Linked DNA regions of Mus musculus: regions 1, 2, 3, 4, 5 and 6 are each linked to region 7. The links are chromatin contacts, called in public promoter capture Hi-C and targeted proximity ligation maps. All regions are on one chromosome and are shown on one strand. The core of a region is the stretch at or near the end of the contact, and the rest is flanking DNA. Distances in the headings are between cores, read along the strand shown.

Region 1 (3,107 bases), core at 313-2,812, 750 kb after region 7:
GTTTAGGGAGCAAGGCCTGGAGAGATGGCTCAGATATTAAGGTTCACAGTAACAATTTCTAAAATTTTTTTTAATGTGTTTGGGTGTTTTCCAGCCTGTGTGGCTGTGCACTACTCCATGCAAGGCCAGAAGAGGGCGTGGCATCCCTTGGAACTGGAGTTACAGAAGATTTTTGAGCCACCATGTGAGGGCTGGAAATAGAATTCTGGTCCTCTGGAACAGCAGTCAGGGATCTTAACTGCTGAGTCATCTCTCCAGCCCCGGGATTTAAATCCCTCCCCCACCCCCGCTTTCTTTTTAAATAAAAATGTAGAGTCTCACTGGGTAGCTCTGACAACCAGCTCTCAGGTAGGCCAGGCTGGTGTGGAACTGAATATGAAGTAGTGGCTAACCGGGAACAGGTTACAGGCATATGTCATTATGGAATATGAGGAAAAAAAAAATTAGCCGGGCAGTGGTGGCGCACGCCTTTAATCCCAGCACTTGGGAGGCAGAGGCAAGCAGATTTCTGAGTTTGAGGCCAGCCTGGTCTGCAGAGTGAGTTCCAGGACAGCCAGGGCTACAAAGAGAAACTCTGTCTCGAGAAGAAAAAAAAAAAACAACAACAACAACAACAACAACAACAAAAGAAAAGGAGAAAAATAAAGAAGAAAAAAATTATCCTTCTTAGGTCACTACTCTAGTGTTTCTATACACCCACATTTATAGATCCATATTCTCTCTCCTTTTCTCCTTTTTTTTTTTGGTTTTTGGTTTTTGAAGACAGGGTTTCTCTGTGTAGCTCTGGCTGTCTGGAACTCTCTGTAGACCAGGCTAGCCTCGAACTCAGAAATCAGCTTGCCTCTGCCTCCCAAGTGCTGGGATTAAAGGCATACGCCACCACTGCCCGGCTCTTTTTTATATTGATTGTTAGACTGACCTATTGACTGAGACAGGGTCTTGCTATGTGGCTGCCTTGTAAGTCAGGCTGATCCTAAACTTTCCTAAGATCCTCCGCCCTCACCCTCTGGAATGCTGGATTGTAAGTATGCCTTACCATGCCTATTTGACACCTAGGTTTCTTCCTGTCAAATCTCACTAATGTCTTGTGAGCTGCTGTGGAATTCAGTCGGCGCTGCTTGGCTCTTGGAGCTTAAGGGAGGTCGAGCTCTTCAGAAAAGTTGCCCCACCCTAACACATAGGTCCGCGGCACCTATCACCCCCGCCCCACCTTGGCAGGCTGGAACGTGCAGCTGCTGTGGATCAGAAGCAGAGCTGGGTGATGCGGAGGCACCAACACAAGTCCAGGTCTCTCTATGCCTACAAAACACGCGATAGGACCGAGTTTACTTATGAGCCACGGCAACTAGGCGGAAAGAACTAGAAGCCGACTTGGCGGGAAAACCCACGCACGGAGTGCCTTGTCGAATCACCGAGCTTCGGAAGGTTGGCTGCAGCCACACTCGGGAGGACACAGACAGGCTGGGTGCGCACGTGTGTGCTACCAGTGCGTGAGCGCAGTGGGCCGGGACGGAACTACAAGTTCCAGGGTGCCCAGCGGCGCGCCGCCCGCGGTCTCTAAGCAGGTCGCCACGGGCTGGCACGCGCCACTCTCGTCCCAGAGTAAATAAGGGACCGAGCGCGACTCTCCGGAGCACCGTAAATAGAGTCCGAGTGGGCGGGGAGCCGCCCGGCACCGCCTGCTCATGTCGCTGCAGAGCCAAGTGTCCGGCCGCCTGGCACAGCTGCGCGCGGCGGGGCAGCTGCTGGTCTCCCTGCGCCCCTGGCCCGGCCGCTCGGCGGGTGGCCCGCGGCCCCGTGGCAGTGCGTGCGGTCCCCTGGTGGCACTGGGCGAGCACGGCTACTGCGCGTGGCTCTCGGCGGGAGTTGGGGCGTGGGGGGCGGCGGGGCGTGGAGCCTGGGTGCGCACCTGGGCCCCCCTGGCCATGGCCGCGAAGGTGGACCTGAGCACCTCCACCGACTGGAAGGAGGCCAAATGTAAGTGTGAGCGCAGGGCGTGGGTCTCCCCGGCCGAAAGGCACTCCACGAGCAACTGAGACACTCGGGAACCCCTTTAGCCCACATCCATACCCAGCTCCTACACCAGGTTACCCCTTGACTAAACGAGTGGGGAAGGCGGCCTTACCTCAGCAATGGTCCCAGGTAGTCCACACCCCCCACACCCCCAGATCCTCTGGGATCTGCCACCTTCCTCCATGCATGCACAGGAGGGAAACTGAGGCTTAGGGCCAGAGTTCACTTCCCCAAGGTCAGGCTGGGAGTGTGCAAAGGCAAAGTGTAGAAGCTTGGCCTATCAGGTAGGGTCAGGTAGCCCCAAGAATGGCAGCTCGGGGGCCTCTCTGGGAGTATGGTAGGTGCCCGTTTTGCCCTCCTGCTGGCTTCTGGCCCCTTGCCAGCACTTTGCTCCTTCTTGAGGGACTGGGATCATAGAACTTGGAGAGCAGGCTGACATCGGGCGTGGGCTTGTGAGAATCACTGACTCCCTCAAGAATGAAAGTATTTCTCCTCCTGGACGGGCATGCCAGGAAGGGGCCACGGGTCCCGGACGACCTAGTCGCTAACTGGAATGCAAAGTGCAGAGCCCCAAATAGCCCTGAGTGGCAGTCCAGCTGCCCCTGCCTTTCAGCGCCAGTGCTTCCCTTATTATTCCGGGCCGATCCTCCTCCCAATGAGCGGCTAAGGCCATTGGCTGGGCTGCTAGTGGGCGTGACCATGGGGGCTGGGTCAAGCGGGGTTGAAGGTAACCTCAGATTGGTTCCTTTTTAGAAAAGAGAGCTCTCCCTTGTTGCAAGTCTGCCCAGGATCCTAAAGCACTTGACAGTCTTCTTTGGGAGCAATCAGAACTTGCCACTCCCTCAACCTTGGCCGGGAGTTGCGGGGCTCGTCCAGAATTCCAGCAGAGGGAGTTAGTGTTCTTCCTTAGAGTCCTGCTTACCCATGGAGAGCAGCAACCCAGGGAGAGGAGGAGAGTTGGGGCAGTACCACACGTAGTGTACCGTCTGCGTCTATTTCTACATTCCAGCCCTTCTCCCCGTAGCTCCCTTTTCCTTGGTGACCCTGAAAACCAGCCTAACCTGGGAAAGCTGATGGGACCTGAGGTTCCTCAG
Region 2 (3,054 bases), core at 495-2,994, 740 kb before region 7:
CTGAAAGCCCATGGGAGACAGATACCCACCCTTAGCACCCAGGGTTGGCTACGAGCCCTAGTGAGTTCAGGAAGACACATCCATCTATCACACACAGTTCTGGAAACCACACATGCCACCTCAAAGAACCAAAGCCCAGGGAGGCTGGAGGCTGGCAGAGGCTACAGCATCAGAAGCTTGGGACACAGCCAGAGTTGGACTCCCTGACCCCTGGAAGCCCCTCCCCTCAACTGTAACAGGGTTTAATAATCCTTTCTGGCTACCGAGAGCTGGGACACCAGACCTGCAGTTATCAGCGCCCTCTGGGCCTCAGACAGGGCAACCAGACAGGCTCCTACTCCAACCTGCCTTCCCAGCCCAGGGCTGCTCTCACCCTGGCCTCTTTCATCTTGGGCCTAATTAGCCGGGCGCCCCACCCCAAAGCTTCTTAAACAGGAGTCATCACTCCCAATTTATAGATGGGGAAACTGAGGCACCTAGAGGGAAGTGGTTTAGAGCTGTCGCCTGTGAGTCAGCTGTGGAGCCAGAGCCCAGAAGAGCAGAGACCAGGTCTTCTAGCTCCCCGTGCCTCCCCCAACGCCCCCATGTCTCCATTCTCTCTTCTTCTACCCTTGTTCTGGGGGCCCAGGCAGTCTTCTTTTTAGGACCCTACCTCACCACTCTCATCTGCAGCCAGGTCAGGATAAGGGGCTAGGAAGGAACTTGGGCCACCCAAAGGGACAAAGACAAAGAAATAGCCAGAGGCTAGCAATGGGGGCTCAGGTGTTTCATCTTCAAAGTGGCTAGCAGGAGGCTTTATAGGACGGTGAGTATGAGATTTGGACGACAGAAGGTCTGAGCCCCTGAAACTAGCGGGCCAGTGAGCACCCACAGCCTGGGACTCGCCAACAAGCCCAGATACAGTCCTCTGGACTCTAGTAGGTAGCGTGTGTACTACTTGGCCAGAAGTCTGGCAGCCCGGCCGTTGTCTTCTCAAGCCTTGGTTTCTCGGTTCATATTAGGTGTGTTACGAGCTGAGTGACCCTCCAGGCCCCGCCAACACGCACACCTAGAGTCAGGATCCCGTTGTGTTTCGGCTTCGCTGCGTCTTAAGGTCCCGCCCTGCTCGCTCTACTCTAGCGCGCCCGACCCCTGTAGGCAATCCGTGCGACTTCGGGCAAAGGTCAGCAGCTACCATCCGGCTGCGACCCTGGCCCCGGGTCCTCGCCTCCAAGCAGAGCGAGGTGGTCCCCCCCAGCACCCCCGACGCCAGGTCAGCGTTGAGGACGCCAAGCCAAGCCCTGCGGCGCCGGTTCGACCGGTCCCGCAGTGACCCACGCCTTGCTCTTCCTGCTCTGCCCTGGGACTGCGCCTCGCGCGCCACCCAGCGGCCGCCCGAAGACCCGCATTCAAGCAGCCGGGCCAAGCGCGCAGTCACCGGGCCCGGGCGGGAGGACTGGGGGACGCGCTGGCCGCCTTCCCGATCTGCCCAAGCCGCTGTTCTGCTCCAGGGCCTGGGAACGCAGTTCCATCGGGGAGCGGACCGGGAGCCCGGCCCACCAAACCCCGCCCCTGCCCGTGCCTGCGGCAGTTTCGGGGCAGGGGGCCTGCACGGCGAGACAGTTACTCAGACCTGGCGAAACCGGCGAGTCGGCACCTGCCGGCCTGGCGGGCGTGGCAGGCGGAGGCTCCGTTACGCCCCGCCCCCGGGCTCGCCCCGTCCCGGCCGCCCACGCGCCGAGCGCCGCGCCCCGCCCCGGCCCGCGCCGCCAGCCTGCCAGCCCGGAAGGAGCCGACCGAGCGCCCGCGGCAGCTGACTCAAGCGGTGAGAGAGGCCGACCCGTTACCACGGGCGCCAGGGGCGCGAGCGACGCTGTGGTTTCGATGCCCTTCGTAGGCGGGAGGCTTAATGAGCTCTCCGCACGCACCTTCTGGGCACCCCCACCCCGATCCTGCGGGTCCTATCCTGCAGGGGCCCGGGCTGTTGCTTCCGGCATTATCTCCGAAGCCTCCAGAGTTCATCTCGGGACCTAGGCATTGGGGGGCGGGGAGGGGTCTGCAAGACGGCCCTAGGGTAACAGCAGCCCCTCGGGAAGGTGGAGGACCTGGGCGCCCTCTAGTGGCCGTAAAGGCCTGCGCGTCGTCCTCGCCTCGGTGTCTGATGCTCTCTTCCCTTTACAGAGAAGTGGATGACTGACCATGGGGCCCCTAGGTCGAGAAGCCTGGGCCCAGCGCCTGGGGGCCTTCCGAGCCAGCCCATCCGCCTTTCTGGCAGGTGCCGAAGGTGAGGATTTGGGTCGCGACCTGTTGAGTGACCTAAGGAGTGAAAAGCTAAGCGAGCAGACCAAGGTAGGTCCTGCCCGTGTGCCCTGCCGTGGTCCATATGGTTGCTTCATACTACCGCATGCTGAACTCAACGAGTTCCTCTTAAATCCCCCATCTCAGGTTTCCTTACTGACACTGAGCTTGGAGTACTCTGATAAACTTTGGCCTGATGCACCTGCCGCGGAGGCTGCTGCCACTTCCCTGTTGGACACGCTTGTCCTCCTGCCCACAAGACCTTCAGCTCTCCGGAGGCTCCTGTTGTTGGCAGCCACTACAGCCCTGGTGTCAGGAGATGCTCTCGGACCCACTTCGGGAGCTTCCTGCCGGCTTCTGCCCTTACTTCTTGGCTTAGCTTCAGGCCGAGACTTGGGACGAAGCTTTGGAACCCCTTCAGAACAGCGCCATCTACAGGCCACAGCCTGTGAATGCCTTGGAGAACTTGAGCGCTGTAAGCCTGGGCTGCTGGCCGGCGCCCTGGGGATGCTGCGGAGCCTCCCAGGGCAAACAGGTCCCATCCAGCCTGTCAGCCTGCTTCTGGCCCTTGTTCTACACGACACCTTGGTGGTACAGTCCAGGTCTGGGGCTGGCCTGCAAGGCCTGCTGGTGGCTGAGGACTTCTCCACTGGGAGTTGTCCCTGGGACTGGACCCTGGCTGAGGAATGGGATGCCCATCTTAAGCCCCAGGGGCCCAGCTGGCCCACAGCTGGGGAGGAGGAGCGTGGCTTTCCGGTTCTAGAGCCCAGCCCCGAG
Region 3 (2,896 bases), core at 150-2,649, 880 kb before region 7:
CGGACAGCTTCTTGTCTTTGCCTTTGCTTCCCGTGCCTCCGTTCTTCCTGCCGCTGCTGCCCGGTTTCCGGCCCCTTCGGGAAGGTACAGTCCATCTGCACGAGGACTCTCTCCTCCTGGTTCATCCCCCAGCCACCCCCAACCTTGTGGCCTTGGCCTTCCCCACCTGTATACCGGGTCTTGGCTACCCACCTTCGAGGACCCTTGTCCCCATCCACGTGGTTGTCCTCCCCATCCCCCTGCATGTCAGGCACTGATGCCACCAAGTCTTTCAAGAAGTCAAACTGCTGCTCGAGTTCAATGCACTGCTTCCTAAAGAAGTGGGAAAGGAAGGGGTTCAAATGGGGCCCCCAAAACACTTAGGGAAGGATACAAACAACTTCTTCGTGTCAGTACAGTGGAACGTTAAAAACACCCCTACTTCCACCAGGCCTCCTGGGAGGGCCGGTGGCTCGGATCTGGTTGTATTCCCTGCACCTGAAACACCTAATCTCTCCTGCATCAGTCCAAATCCACAAAGCTGGCCTCCCTGGGCCTTGCACCACTCCCCCTGTCGGAACTCTGCCTCCTCAAAAGCCCCTCCCAGCTCGGCGGCCACTCACAGGTGGGACGTGGTCATGGTTTTGGCATTTCGAGACTGGGTCACCTGGCAAGCCTTCTTCAACAGGGACTCCAGGAAGAGCTCAAGGGCCCGGGCTGAAGACGTCAAGGAGAATCCAAAAAGGGGAGTGCCGCAGTCCCGCCCCACGCCCCTCAGCCCAACCGGCCCCTAGTAGGATACAGATGATGACAGGCACAGCTGCCGCCACCTTCCCAATCTCTTCGTCCGTCTGCATGATCTTTTTGATCCGCGCCTGCCGAAAGGAAGAGGACAGAGCTCGTCTCTTGCGTCCCTAACACGGGGGACAGAGGGAACCGGGGGTATCCCGGGAGAAGGAGAAGAGGGCGGGGGGCGCTAAGTCAGGAGGGCATGGAAGGGGCGGGGCGTCAGGCCGTGAACACCTAAAGGCACCCGCCCCCCCCACCAGCAGGACCTGGGCCCAAGCCTCCCGGGAGCCCTGCCTGCCGGGGCCCATCCGGGCCACGTGCTCACCGGCGGAAACCGCGCGTTATACTTCTTCTTCTTGCTTGGCATCTCGGGGCCTCTCGTTGCGCCGGGCCCAGCGCCGCCGCCCGCAGCCTCCCGGCCCCGGGCCTGTCCGCCGCCGGCCCGCCGCGGTCCCCCCCCCCACCCTCCCCGGGTCCTGGTGCCGTTTACTCCGCCTACACCACTTCCCGCAGGGTCCTAGTGCCGCCCGTAGACAAGCAGCTCCCCAAACTCGAGCGCTGGGCTTCGGATCCTCTGGGGCGGTGCGCGTCCTTCCCCGGGCTCGCCCGCCACGCCCACCCGCCCCCCAAGCTAAAGTACGAACGTTAGCTCCGCCTCCCGAAGACCTGCACCTCCCGGGATTCTCGCGCCGGCTCCGCCCCTGGACGCTGCCCGCCCCTTCCCCTGGAGCCCCCGCCCCTAGCCTTCTGGTTCCGCCTCTGGCCCCGCCCCGTGACTGTGTTTGTCTATAAAGTTGTTGTTGAGGTGGCGGGACCCTAAGATGGCGGCGGCGGCGGCGGCCGTGGCAGGGGCGGGGCGCGGCGGGGGTGGCGGCGGCGGCGGCGGCGGCGCAGCAGATCCCGGGCAGGAACGGAGCCGGGCCCGAAGTTGGGTTGGCGCGGAACGGAGTGAAGGCCGGAGGTGACTGCGGGGTGGCGAGAGGGACGGCAACCCTTAAGCTGTGGGCACTAATGGCGGCGGATGTGGTAGGGCTGGAGCCTGGTCCTCGCGCAGGCCTGGTCCTATCTGGTTCGAGTCTGGATGGTACCCATTGACCCCCTGATGGGCCGCTGCCCTCTCTGGGGCTCAGAGCCTCGGTGTTTCACGGTGCCCCCAATCGTTCACCGGGGGAGGCCTGGCCCTCTACAGCCATCCTCTGAGGTTGGCGACCCTGCGTTTTGCCTACGTCCATTATATTGCAGCGCCGCGCTACCTTGCAGGACTCTAGTCCGGTGGTGTAGCCGAGCCCCGTGCCAGTTCACACTTAAGCTCTGGCGCTCTTTACGGGCATGACCTTGGGCAAGCCCCTTTTCTTAAGAGTTTCAATTTCCTTGTTTGTAAGCAGTGAAAGTAGTACTAACTATAGCTACTCCACCTCAGGCGTCTTATTCTGGAGACAAATCTAGACAGGATCAGTTGTTACCCATTGTGAAGATGAAGCAACTGAGGCACAGACATTATGTCTTGCCCAGGGCCACAGTTTACTGCAGTGCCTGGCACCCTCCAGGACCCAGCACTTTTTATTTACTGTCTCAAACCTCTGACTCAGTTCCCTCACAACAGGATGGAACCAAATGAGGAGCTGGAAGAGGAAGACTCTCCAGGTGGCCGGGAGGATGGCTTCACTGCTGAGCACCTGGCTGCAGAGGCCATGGCAGCCGATATGGACCCCTGGCTGGTATTTGATGCCCGTACCACACCTGCCACAGAGCTGGATGCCTGGTTGGCCAAGTACCCACCATCTCAAGTTACTCGCTATGGGGACCCAGGTTCACCCAACTCTGAACCTGTGGGCTGGATTGCAGCCTATGGGCAGGGTTACACCCCCAACTCAGGGGATGTACAAGGGCTGCAGGCGGCCTGGGAGGCTCTGCAGACCAGTGGGCGACCCATCACACCAGGTACCCTGCGCCAGCTGGCCATCACCCACCATGTGCTCTCCGGCAAGTGGCTGATTCACCTGTCACCTGGCTTCAAGCTGGACCACGCCTGGGCTGGCATTGCCCGGGCTGTAGTTGAGGGCCGTCTCCAGGTGGCCAAGGTGAGCCCACGGGCCAAAGAGGGTGGGCGCCAGGTCATCTGTGTTTA
Region 4 (3,005 bases), core at 412-2,911, 860 kb before region 7:
TTCAAACCCAGAACCCAGAGCATTCTGAGTGTACCGTGCATGTAGGCGTATTCTTTCTATGGATTCACTACCAAGACTCTTCTCCCCTCCTCCCCTAATCCCCAACACACATGCCTGCATTTCTCTTTCCTAGCTTAAGGAAAGAGCCCTAGAGCCCTAGAGGGGCTCTAGGCTGGTGATCTTTTGAGGATGCTTCAACAGCAAAGCTCTGTCACATCCGTGGTCTCCTTTGGTCCCATAGTAGCCCTGTGAGGTCAACAGTGAGGCCCACCCCAGACTCAGGAAGGAGACCTCCCCGGGTCACATGGACACAAAGTATAGTTCTATGATGAGATATACTGGCCTCCAGGCCTGAGTCCAAACAGCAGAACCCCAGCCTTTGTTCCCAATGAAGACAGCCCAGGCCTCTGCTTCCCTGAGGACAAGTTTCTTCAGTCTCCATTGAGATGGAAGAAATCAGAGAAAGAGTTTTGGGACCCATGCTCTCCCAGTCTGCCATTCTTCGTGTACGTACAATGTAAAGGCTTGAAGCTCATGGCCTGACTTGGTCACCAGACTCAGCCACTTACTCAGTGGCCTTGAGCAACTCATTTCAATACCTGTCAGCCTCAGTTTTTCCCATCTGAGAAGTGGGGGTTATGATGGCATTTACCTCCTCAGCACACCTGGTCAGGACCTCACCCGTATCAAGGCCTTTCACATACTTCCAAAGTGGGCTGGTGACACACATAGTACTGGAGGAGTGCCTCCAGTCAGACCTTCAGTCAAGAAGCCTTACTGACTGTGTCTCAGGACACCTATGTCCTTCTGTAGGCGCTCTCTGCCTGTAGAGGCCTGGATTAAAGCTTGTGATAGCTCCAGAGACGGTCTCAAACATGTAGCGCCTTCTATCTGTGGGTACACTAAATGCCACTTCACGTAGTATTCAAATATAACAACATTTCATAACCCTGGTTTGTCAATAACCTTTCAGTCTATCAAAAACCTTGACAACAGTTGAAACTGGGTGTGGAGGGGCACATTTGTAATGTCTGCCCTCCACTTGAGAAGTGAAAGCAGGTTATTCTAAGCTACATAAGGAGTTCAAGGCCAACCTGCACAACAAGAGACCCTATCTACAAAAGCCAGGTGTGATGGTGGCACAGTCCAACACTTGAGAGGTGACGGAAGGATCAGGAGTTCAAGGGCAGCCTCAACTAGATACCTGAGACCCTGTCTCAACCAACCTCCCTCCACAAACCACAAGCAAAGCAAACTCAACTAAAGAAACTTCTCACCCCACTTGAGAGGAGCGGTCTTAAGTCAGGACTGCAGACTTGGGTGACAGTTGGAATGATTCTCTCCAGGTAAATAATGATGATGATAATAATAACCCATATTTATAATTCACTTCCCAGCTTTCAGACACTCTCCCCGTTCTTCTTTCTAAGTCTTGGCGCGAGGCCAGGCGGCCACAGGATTTTGTTTCGCCCTGTGTTGGGAACCTTGGCTAGTCTGAACGGGGCGGGGCGCAGTTGCAAGCCCCAACTTCGGCAAGGTGCGTCAGGGGGAATCCTCGGTGCACCTGGGCGCGGCAAGGAAATTGCACCATGTATGGGCAGCTGCGTCAGAGGGGGGCGTGGCCGCCGCGGATGCTAGGGGACGCCAAGTCGGTCGCTTTCTGTCTGTAGAGGCGGCTTGCCACCCGAGCAGAGGGTCGTGAAGTTCCGAGCGGACCGGTCCACAGAGGTTCATCTGGAGAGGTGGGTCCCCTGCGAGGTGAAAGGCGCCGCTGAGACACGCCCCCACCCCCCGTGGTGCAAGTGGTTCAGCCCAAGAACTTTTCATTCATAAAAAAGACCAGACTCCGAGAGGCGCGAGTGAGTCAGAACCGCAGCCGCCAACGCGGACCCTACCGAACATCCAGCCCAGGGCATGTACCGAGACTACGGGGAACCGGGACCGAGCTCCGGGGCTGGCAGCCCGTACGGTCGCCCCGCGCAGCCCCCGCAAGCTCAGGCACAGACCGCCCAGCAGCAGGTGAGACTGGCCGAATCGTCGGGGGGGGGGGGACCTGAGTTTGGACAGCATCAGGGATGCTGGGATTAGTCTAGTTTGCTCCGGGATTTGGACTGGGGCCCCGAGCAGCATCTGACTCTGGTGGTCGCGACCGAGGATCCTGCACGTTCTGTGTGGTCGGGGAACCTATGTACCCGGTGGCCAAGGGGACGAGCGCAGCGGGAAGCGCGAATATCTGCGAATTCCCCTTCTCGCTCGCCCGTATCTCCCTAGCTGACTGTCTTTCTGCCCCTCCGTCTCCGTTACGGTCTTACATTTCCTCCTATCTGCCCCTAATACGCTGTCCCTCTAAATACCTGCCCCATCCCTGCCTGGACAGGATCAGAGGTGTTCTCCATCTCCAGTTAATAACTGGGACCTGGGGTCTGGGCACATAGAGACGGGGTCCATCAGAACTCAGCCGGGACAGAGAATTCTTAGCAGCCTGTCCGAGGCTGTCCGTGTGTTGCTCTGGTTGTCCGTGTCCCTTTATCCGGTCAAGTCCTCATCTCTTTGTGCGCAGTATAGAGCCCATGGGCCCCAGGCAGTGGTTCCGAGGGGTTCCTGGAGACCACGAAGTGTTGGGATGTGCGCGGGGTCACCTGCCCGGCCACACTCGCGCTCCACATTCTCGGCACCCGACGTCTCTCACTGCTGGATAGGGGCACTTGAGAGGTTGCAGGTGTCCATTTCCTGTCGAGGGGCCGCGAGCACGTGTCGCCAGGGGAGGGAAGGAGCTGCGTCCGTTTCGCCGAGTCACAGCGGGCCGAGTCACTGAGGCTGAGTCACCCTGGGTGCCCCTCCCTTCCTGGCCCCAAACGGCCCCTAAGGACCGACGACCTGGGAGCGAGAGATGCCCCTGGCAGTGCTTCTAGCCCAGAACGGGGGTCACTGAGATGCTGGGTCCCCCAGTATTGGGCTGGGGACATAGCTGTCCAGACTTGCCTAAGCATGTGAGGTGCTTCCTG
Region 5 (2,786 bases), core at 194-2,693, 960 kb before region 7:
CGTCTCTCTGGAGCCGGGGACAGACCATGAGTGGTCCCAAAACATGGAATCAGAAGGCAGGAGATGCTCCCAGGTTTATCTCAGGCAACTCCTACCCCACGAGGAATCCCCAGTCTCTCTTCTGCACTCCACCCTGGCCTGAGTCATACAAGAGCCAAAGCGAACAGGTGGAGCCAGGCTTCTGCCTGACCAGATAGACTGGTCAGGATAGACAAGCTAAGGGCCTCAGACCCTGCATGGGGTTGGGATGGGGTCGGTGCTGTTACCTCCTGCTGCCCCCCTGCAGCCAGAGGGCAGGTGGTGAGGTCCATGTGTTCTCCAGAGACTCTGGTCTTTCGGCACTCTGTGCTTTCTATGTCCAAAGTCAGGTAGTACTTGATGCCAGCCACCAGCTGGGAACCAAACAGGGCAGGTGAGAGATGCCTGGGAGTCCAACCTGTGTGTCTATGCTTTCCCTCCCTCTAAGAGTCTCCACTCTCCCAGGCAAATGCAACCCTCTGACCTACATATTCAGACCTGGAGTGGAGGCAGGAACTTCTGTGTGTGAGCAGAGCCCTAGGCTGGGCAAGAAGCTGGAGAGCTCCTGTCTGCGGCTAGACTGTAAAGGTGAATGGTATGTGGCACCTACACTGGGCCCTTCCACTCCACCTGGCAGGTTGGGGAAGTGAGGTTAGTTATGCCAAAGGAGGCTGCATCCTGCATTTCTTTGATAGTTAGATAGCGCTGCTTCCAGAGGACTTTACTAATCTGTTTTGTTTTGAAGTATTTCATAGAAAGGTCTGGGGGTTATGGTTGGTTTTAGTGCCCCCTTGTGTTTGGTAGCAAGCTAAGCAGCTCTCTGTTTATCTCCTGTCTCCTGTCACCTGTCCTCGGTCCCCCTGTCCCTGTCCCTCTCCAAATTGTCCCTCTCCACAGCCACTCTGTTCCATAACCTGTCCCACAACCTCTGTCCCAGCCACCGCACCTGATATTTTGCATCGATGACTTTGGTGTCTCGGAAGTAGTAGAGGCTGTCGCTGCCCATATTGTAGCTGGCCACAGCTGCCTGTGCGGCCTTTTGCACCCGCGGGTCGGTGGGTGACAAGTTCTGGCGTTCTCCGGTCCTGCGGCTCCGCAGCTCGGCGCGGGCGTCAGGTGACAGGGTCAGGAGGCAGAATGCGAGCAGGCCAAGGCCCATCGCCAGCGGGAAGTGAGGACGCTCCATAGCCGCGGATTCAGTGTCTGGACTTCCATCCTGCGCGGCTTTTACAGCCTTCGCGGGCCCCTCCCGGCCCCGCCCAACGCCTGCTTGTTTCCTTAGCAAGCCTGGACCAGCTTGCAGGTGCCTGGAGGCGGGTGCACCTCCCCTACCTACGCAGTGTAAGAACCAGAGATGGCACACAGGTCCCAGAACCTCTACGTGTAGAGATGCTGGCCTATCATTCCTATCTCCCAGGAGGGAGAGAACAGTTCATACCAGGGCCCTGACGTTTGAGTTGCCAAAAGCAATTATATGGTTACATTCTTACTGCTATCATTTTATCATTTCCTTTTCTCTTTCTTTCTTTCTTTCTTTCTTTCTTTCTTTCTCTCTCTCTTTCTTTCTTGTTTGTTTGTTTGTTTCGAGACAGGGTTTCTCTGTGTAGCTCTGGCTGTCCTGGAACTCACTTTGTAGACCAGACTGGTCTCGAACTCAGAAATCACCTGCCTCTGCCTCCCGAGTGCTGGGATTAAAGGTGTGCACCACTATCATCCGGCATTGCCACCATTTTCTTATCGTGCCATTTTTAGAGAAATTATAACTCCCAGCCTGCATTTCTTCTTCTGAAAAATAAATGCTATAAGGATCGATGAACTGACACAGGTAAAGAGCCTAAGAGAGGCCGGGTGCCATGCAAACAAACGGTGGGTGGGTAGGAGTCCTTACTACTCAAGCCGGCACTACTGTCCCTCACAGCCATGGTGGACCCGGTTGGCTGACCCTTTCACTTTGCAGAGGTGGGACGCCATGGCACAGAAGGGAGAAGTAATATGTGCAACGATTTCAACTGGTCCCTAGTAAGTAAGTATACTGAAGAGCCTAAGTCGTGTGTGTGTGTGTGTGTGTGTGTGCTATAAAATAAGATCTTGTGTGTCCCTGGCTGACCTTGAATTTCATAGCTCAGGATGACTTTGAACTCCTGATCTCCCTGCTTCTCCCTTCCAAGTGCTAGCATTACCATCATATTTTATTTGGTGCTGAGAACAGAATGCAGGGCTTCATGTGTGCTAGAGACAAGCACTCTACCAACTAATATCCCTAGCCTCATTTCATTTTGCTGGGCTTGAACCTAGGGTCTTATGCATGCTGGGCAAACACTTCACCTGCAGCCCTCGTTTTTTTTGTTTGTTTGTTTGTTTGTTTGTTTTGTTTTCAAGACAGGGTTTCTCTATGTATCCCTGGCTGTCCTGGAACTCACTCTGTATGTAGACCAGGCTGGCCTCGTACTCAGAGATCTGCCTGCCTCTGCCTCCCAAGTGCTGGGATTAAAGGCATGCGCCACCATGCCCGGCATGCAGCCCTCGTTTTACTCCTTATCTCTAGATAGGGACTTGTTGATCACCCAGGCTGACCGTGAAGCCCTTGCTCTGTAGACTGCAGGCCTTGAGTCTGTGGCTTCCCAGCTTCAGCCTCCTGGCAGGGATTACAAGCCTGTGCTACCAGGTCAAGTTCTTGTCTATGTTCTTAGCTCAGGCTGAGTTTGAAAAGAAAGACTTGCCTCCGAAGAGGGGTGAGTCACGCCAGGTGCCATCTTTCTAACTGGGAG
Region 6 (2,925 bases), core at 424-2,923, 920 kb before region 7:
AAAATCTCTGCCGTATTCAACCACTGCAGTCACTCTCTTCTTTAACCCAACAGTCCCTTTCTCTGCCTTGGCACCACTCCACTTTCTGTGGGAACTGTCAAGTCCCAAGTCTCCCTTTTTCCAACTAGCAGATTACTTTCAAGAAAATTTCTGATCTGGAGACTGGAGAGATGTCTCAGGGGATAAGAGCACTTGCTGTTCTTACAGAGGACCCAAATTTGGTTCTCAGAATCCATATGGCAACTCACAGCCATCTAATTCAGTTCCAGGGGATCCGATGCCTTCTTCTGACCTCTGCTGGCACGGGCACATGAGGGTAAAATACTCAAATGCATTAACATAAAAACAATCCTTTGTTTAAAAGATTAATGTCCTGTGGTGGATCACACTTCAGCAATGCTCTCTTTGCATAGATCCTATGGGCAGACTGTGGGTTCCTGCCACTGGCTACTATTTATGCTCCTCAACATGTTCCTCTGCCCACAACTGAACTACTGGAATTTAGCAGGTTCTATGCCTGACTCTCGTTCTCATTCCACATGTTCTAAGGCACTTCTTTGGTTTCCTGAATACACACCAGCCCAAAGTCACTCTATCTCACTTAAACTGTAAGGTTTCCCATATACACCAAACATAAAGTTCTCCCAAAACTGTGTCATTCTCCCCTGCCTCAAATCTGCTTCTCTTCTAAACTCAGTTCCAACAGATGACACCTCCATTCACCAGGCCAATCAGACCGAATTCCTATTCAATCTGTCCACTTCTCTCCGGCCCGCTGCATAGAGAAACATGCATACTATTAGCCCTCACCTGGTTGCTTGGACCTCCCTCCCGATCTCTTGATCTCTGGTCCTACGTTTGACAAGCTCTCAACCCACTGATCTTCATAAAATATCATGCAATTCAAGTCACTTGCTTACTCAAATCCTTGGCTCCCTACCATCCTCATAACAAAGCCCAAACTTCTCAACAGGGCTTACAGCGCTGGTTCAGACCCAAGCCTATCTTACTGCTTCATGTCTCCGCTATGAGCTATTGGTCGATTGTCTGTACACGCTCGTCCCACCTCATTCACCCACCCAATGCATTGCTGTGAAGTGCCAGGAAGACAGGGAAGGCAGGAAGACTCCTGTCTTCTTAAAGCTTAACGTGGAGACGTCAACGTTTAACCCCAAACACCCGGAGGACGTCTTTAACCCGAGAGGCAGATGGCCCTCGAGGTCCTCCCGTACCCTCCGTCCTGGGCATCCCAAGACCCTGCCCCGCCCCCGGGCCCCGCCCTCACCGGCCTCGTAGCCGTCATCGCGTTTCTCCCGCTTCACGCGCCGCTCCGAGGGCTCCGCTTGGCTTCGTTCGCGACCGTGCGCGCCGCTGCGGGCCTCGGCTTCCGCCCCACGCCGCCCGCTCCCGCGCTCACTCCCACGCTCCCGGCTCCGCTTCCGTCGTTCGCCGCCGCTGCTGCCGCCGCCGCTGCTCCGGTGCTTGTGTTTCTTATGCTCGCGATGCCGTGGCGGCTGCTCGGTCGTGCCCCCAGTCCCGGCCGCAGCCGTCGTCCCGGCCGCCTCCTTCTCGCCACGGTGCTTCTTTGACGACCCCATGATTATTGCGTCCGCCTGGAGCCGGGCCGCTACCCTAGCCCAGACGACGCGAAATGGGAACGCTTCCGGGTCGCGCGACCGCCCCGTTCCTGTTGCCGGAAACTAAGAGGGGCTGTTTCCGGGGCCTGCCTGGGAACCTCCAAAGGCTCACGGGAGGGACTGATTGAGGGTGCGCGGTCCCGCCTGCCAGCTACTGGTCTCTGCGCACGCGCACCTGTAGAGACTGCGCCGTCCACCCTCTCGCGCCATCTAAGATGGTAGTCGTAGAGCCGTAAGAACTTTAGCATGGTACTGGGTCATCATCTCCGGAGCTAGAAGTTTCCCCTGCCTCCTTCCCCTTCCACTCTGATCGCTTCGTGGTGCTCTGTGCCTCAAGTCTCTCTGTGGGCAGCCCCCTCTCCAGTGACTGTCCAAGCAAGCTCCCTAGTGCCGGGGCTCCATCCAGAGTTGGAAAATACTCTTTCTTTTAGCGAACGCTACCGTCATCCTATGTCCCCTAGACTGATGGATTGGACCGTTTTATTATTATTTTTTAGACAGGGGTTTTCTCTGTCCTGGAACTCACTCTGTAGACCAGGCTGGCCTCGAACTCAGAAATCCGCCTGCCTCTGCCTCCCAGGTGCTGGGATTAAAGGCGTGCGCCACCACCGCCCAGCTGGATTGGACCTTTTTAACTAGGCTTTGGAGTGCTCTTTGAATTTGTGCCTATAAACCTGGTGATACTGAGTGATGGTTTGTTTCTAGTTTTCTTTTTTTGTAAAGGTAGGTCTAGTACTTGTTACTTACCCCTGGCTGTCTTCAAACCCACCACAGTCCCTCTGTCAGCCTCTCGTGTGCATGGCCACTCCAGGCTTGAGTGCAAATTCGGCACATTTGTGCATGTATATGCTTTCCCTCCTTTTTTTGTTTTTCCCGTTCTGTCTAGCCTGTTAACTATGTAGCCCAGGCTGGGATTACATGCTTTTCTCGACTTTTCCTGGGTTTCTGTTTGTTTGATTGTTTGTTTAGTTTGGTTGCTTTGTTTTGGGTTGAGTAAAGGGTTAAGGGTTTAAGTTAAGGGTTCACACACTCCCATCTGATAGTCGTTGCTCCTCTCTGGACTTCCGGTGTAGCACCTCGCTGGTGTGGTTTGGTGTGGGGGATGGGCACCTTTGAAGGTCCACCCCGAGACTGAGCGCCTTCAGAGGCAGGGTCCTGTTCACTAAGATTTCTAGGTCCCCTGGCATGTTGGGGAAAGCATGGCAAAGTCTCAGCGGATTCCTTTCCGGTGCCCCACGCCTCAGTAGAGAGACGGCTTGTTGAGAATGAGGTGTAGCCTGGGTTTCCA
Region 7 (2,989 bases), core at 186-2,685:
TGTGCTGAGGAGGTTCAGAATCCCTGAGAGAGCCAGTAGGCTCCATCAATTCACCCTGTAATCTAAGAACTAGGAAGTTGAAGCAGTACGCCTGGGAATTCTGGGTCATTCTTGACTACATAGTGTGTTCCAGATCAGCCTAGTTTATATGAGAGGATAAAAACAACACCAACAACAAAAACCGTAAATCCAAACTCCAGTCTGCCCTCCCTGACCCTCCCTTGGCAGTGCCATGGCATTGAATTTGAATCCTGAGTCTCTTTCCCAGCCTGATAGATCTGGAAAGAAATATATGCCTGTGTTTTCCCCATTTCAAATTGTGGACCTCATGGAGAAGGGGCTTCTGTAAAGATCAAATGAGAGACCTACAGTGGTTGGTTGGTTTTTTTTTTTTTTTTTTTTTGTTTTGTTTTTTTTTTACAGGGTTTCTCTGTATAGCCCTGGCTGTCCTGGAACTTACTCTGAAGACCAGGCTGGCCTGGATCCCAGAGATCTACCTGTTTTTGCCTCCCAAGTACTGGGATTAAAGGCGTGCACTCCCACACCACCACCCCAACATAACCCCTGTAATGTTTCTAGACCCCGTTAGATGGGATTTGGGTGTCCCACTCACTTTGCCCCTGCAAACATTCAGAATGCTTCCTCCCTCAACGCTGATGACTCGATCCTGTCAAGGTCTTCAGCTTGCAGTCTGGAAGGAGAGGCAAGCCCTCTAAGTAGGCCTTTAAACAAGTTGTTCAAAAGACACCAGAGCACCCTTCTCTTTGGTATCTGGCCTGTCACCATCAAGACCAACACAGATGGCCAGAAATAAAAAACCTCCCTGGACACAGCCAGCACCTCCACCTCCTTTGCCTCCATCAGCACATCTCAAACTTCTTGTGCCCTCCACGTTCCAGTTCAGGGCCTTGTTCCCGCCAAAGCCTTGAAAATCAGTCCCATCTAGGTCCACACGAGAATCTAGTTTCAGAGACCCCCTACCCTCAGCCTTCCAAAGCCGCAGTGTATTCATGCTAAATGAGTGTGCCCATCCTACCTCAACTACATGTCTCTGGGTTAGTTTTAAGGATTTAAAGGAGATCAGAAACTTTTGGGGGTAGATGGGTGTGTTGCCTTAGCGCCGCTTTCAAACCGAGGCCAGAGCGGACTACAACTCCCATCCGGCTTCAGGGCCGCAACCGTCCCTAGCCCCTCTGGCCTGGCTAAGGGACAGGCCGCTGGCCGGGTCCCGCGGGAAGTTGCGCTAGGCTCTGTCTAGGTTAGTGTCTCATGAGGGTCTAGGTGGCGCTGGGACTGGGGTGGCACCGTGATCAGAGGGGCCTTTTGCGACCCCAACGGACCCCCTCCAACCCCGCCCAGGAGTTACTTTTCGTGGCCCGCCCTCCCACTTCCTGGACGAGGGTCGGCCCCGCCCCCGCGCGCCTCCGCCTTCCCACCTTCACCTTCAGCCGCGGCTCCCATTGGCCGGCGCGCACCTGCCCGTCCGTCGGGGGCGGGCTTGGAGGGCGGGGCGGGCGACCAGGTGAAGGAGCGCGGGTGGCGACCGAGGAAGGTGACAGCGGGGAGGGCGGGAGGGAGGGGGGAAGCCGCGCAGAACGAGCCACGGGACCACAGACGGACCGCCGGGCGGACGGACGGACGGGGCATGCGGGCGGCCTGGCTCTAGCCCGGGTTTCGGGGCTCCAGCGGCAGCCATGGAGCAGCGGCTGCGTGCGCTGGAGCAGCTGGTACGGGGCGAAGCTGGTGGCAGCCCAGGGCTCGACGGCCTCCTGGATCTGCTGCTGGGGGTGCACCAAGAGCTCAGCAGCGCCCCCCTGCGCCGGGAGCGTAACGTGGCGCAGTTTCTGAGCTGGGGTGAGTGGTCCGGGCAACACCCGGGAAGGGAAGCTGGAGGGACGACAACACCTGGAGCTTTGTGCCCCCAGACCTTTTCCCGGGAGTGGCATATTCCTGAAACTTCCTCATTGTGCTGTATCTAACGCTTGCCGTTGGTCTCCACAGCCCGCTCGCTCACCTGCACCTTACTTCAAACTCCCAGAGACAGGTACATAAGGTACACTTCCCACATACCCTGCTACAGACCCCAGACATGTTGCCAATACACATCTTTCACAACGGTCACCTCATGCTCTACCTAGAACATACATTTAGGCGGACACCGTTTTGTGTGACATAAACATACAGACTTTCTCTATTTCCTCCGTTCTTCAAGAGGACGGGCACTTTGTTCTAGGACCCCTCTCACCTGTCACACACTCAAAAGTCCTCGTCCTTCACCTTGCAGACAAGTCTCCTTACTTCAATCCCTAGCCGGGACCAAGAACCAACCTCAACCCCTTTGGAGGATTTGGGGTCTTGTTAGAAGTGGTTTTATTTGATTCGTCTGAATCCTTGGGAATGGCTGACTTAGGGTGATCCTAAACCCAATGTGGGCACTGGACACATCTGGCCAGGCTTTGGTGAGGAGGGCATGGGAATTGGGCCTGAAACATGGGGTGTTTACCCTGTAGGCGATCAGAGTTCTTGGTGCTCCTGAGCTATGGGCAGACACAAGGCTAGGCCAAATATGGATGGGGGTCTACCAGCCAGTCCTGCCATTTCTTTCTGGGGTGAGAGCAGTTAGACGGCCCTGCCCCCGTTGCCTGCCTGTTTCTCTGTGACTCTTCTGTGTTTTACAAGTGTCTGATTTGTCATCACTCCCACATGACACCTGTACCTGGGTGTGTGCATGTGGCACATGTGTGTGTGTTTACACATATGTGTGTTTCTCCCTGCCTGCCTCTGGCACCTCTGCTTGGGACCCCAACACAGGGCATGTCTGTTGACTTCTCCCGAGGTAACTCCAAGGCCGGGTGTGACTCACGCCTCTCCTGCCCCAACTTGTCCCTGCTCCTGCCCAGAGCCCCCACCCCTTCTGGCAAGACAAAGGTATTAGGCATCCTGTCCAGGAGGTTGGATCTGGGCACCAAGTTTGGCCAATGTGGCTGGT

What was found. Promoter capture Hi-C pulls out the DNA fragments that hold promoters and counts their contacts.
Region 1: a contact with region 7 is called in a targeted proximity ligation map of pancreatic cancer cells.
Region 2: a promoter capture Hi-C map of liver shows a contact between it and region 7, with 2.8 times the contacts expected there. A contact is called at or near these places in 1 of 39 promoter capture datasets (liver), 1 of 484 Hi-C or Micro-C datasets (B cells), 2 of 130 datasets of targeted methods (bone marrow-derived macrophages and large pre-B cells) and 1 of 9 other capture datasets (embryonic stem cells).
Region 3: a targeted proximity ligation map of pancreatic cancer cells shows a contact between it and region 7. A contact is called at or near these places in 1 of 39 promoter capture datasets (neutrophils) and 2 of 130 datasets of targeted methods (bone marrow-derived dendritic cells and pancreatic cancer cells).
Region 4: a promoter capture Hi-C map of liver shows a contact between it and region 7, with 2.3 times the contacts expected there. A contact is called at or near these places in 2 of 39 promoter capture datasets (liver and neutrophils) and 2 of 130 datasets of targeted methods (bone marrow-derived dendritic cells and pancreatic cancer cells).
Region 5: a contact with region 7 is called in a targeted proximity ligation map of pancreatic cancer cells. A contact is called at or near these places in 3 of 130 datasets of targeted methods (bone marrow-derived dendritic cells, bone marrow-derived macrophages and pancreatic cancer cells).
Region 6: a promoter capture Hi-C map of liver shows a contact between it and region 7, with 2.7 times the contacts expected there. A contact is called at or near these places in 2 of 39 promoter capture datasets (liver and pre-B cells).

What each region holds. Positions count from the first base shown.
Region 1 is chr19:7,055,206-7,058,312 of GRCm38.p6, forward strand. Macrod1 (mono-ADP ribosylhydrolase 1) reads left to right here and starts at 1,563. Exons shown (of 11, transcript NM_134147.4): 1 at 1,563-1,977. The coding sequence starts at 1,686.
Region 2 is chr19:5,566,280-5,569,333 of GRCm38.p6, forward strand. Ap5b1 (adaptor-related protein complex 5, beta 1 subunit) reads left to right here and starts at 1,745. Exons shown (of 3, transcript NM_001362046.1): 1 at 1,745-1,804; 2 at 2,161-2,328; 3 at 2,425-3,054. The coding sequence starts at 2,179.
Region 3 is chr19:5,423,580-5,426,475 of GRCm38.p6, forward strand. Drap1 (Dr1 associated protein 1 (negative cofactor 2 alpha)) reads right to left here and starts at 1,400. Exons shown (of 7, transcript NM_024176.2): 1 at 1,094-1,400; 2 at 782-854; 3 at 603-696; 4 at 193-312; 5 at 1-74. The coding sequence starts at 1,135. It overlaps AI837181 (expressed sequence AI837181), which reads left to right and starts at 1,565. Exons shown (of 2, transcript NM_134149.2): 1 at 1,565-1,729; 2 at 2,372-2,896. The coding sequence starts at 1,590.
Region 4 is chr19:5,446,037-5,449,041 of GRCm38.p6, forward strand. Fosl1 (fos-like antigen 1) reads left to right here and starts at 1,662. Exons shown (of 4, transcript NM_010235.2): 1 at 1,662-2,019. The coding sequence starts at 1,915.
Region 5 is chr19:5,348,131-5,350,916 of GRCm38.p6, forward strand. Cst6 (cystatin E/M) reads right to left here and starts at 1,444. Exons shown (of 3, transcript NM_028623.5): 1 at 965-1,444; 2 at 267-392. The coding sequence starts at 1,204.
Region 6 is chr19:5,387,030-5,389,954 of GRCm38.p6, forward strand. Sart1 (squamous cell carcinoma antigen recognized by T cells 1) reads right to left here and starts at 1,674. Exons shown (of 20, transcript NM_016882.3): 1 at 1,286-1,674. The coding sequence starts at 1,598. It overlaps D330050I16Rik (RIKEN cDNA D330050I16 gene), which reads left to right and starts at 1,307. Exons shown (of 1, transcript NR_033224.1): 1 at 1,307-2,925.
Region 7 is chr19:6,305,022-6,308,010 of GRCm38.p6, forward strand. It overlaps Cdc42bpg (CDC42 binding protein kinase gamma (DMPK-like)), which reads left to right and starts at 1,436. Exons shown (of 37, transcript NM_001033342.1): 1 at 1,436-1,854. The coding sequence starts at 1,695. It overlaps Gm52380 (a long non-coding RNA gene), which reads right to left and starts at 1,525. Exons shown (of 3, transcript XR_003952842.1): 1 at 1,443-1,525; 2 at 614-691.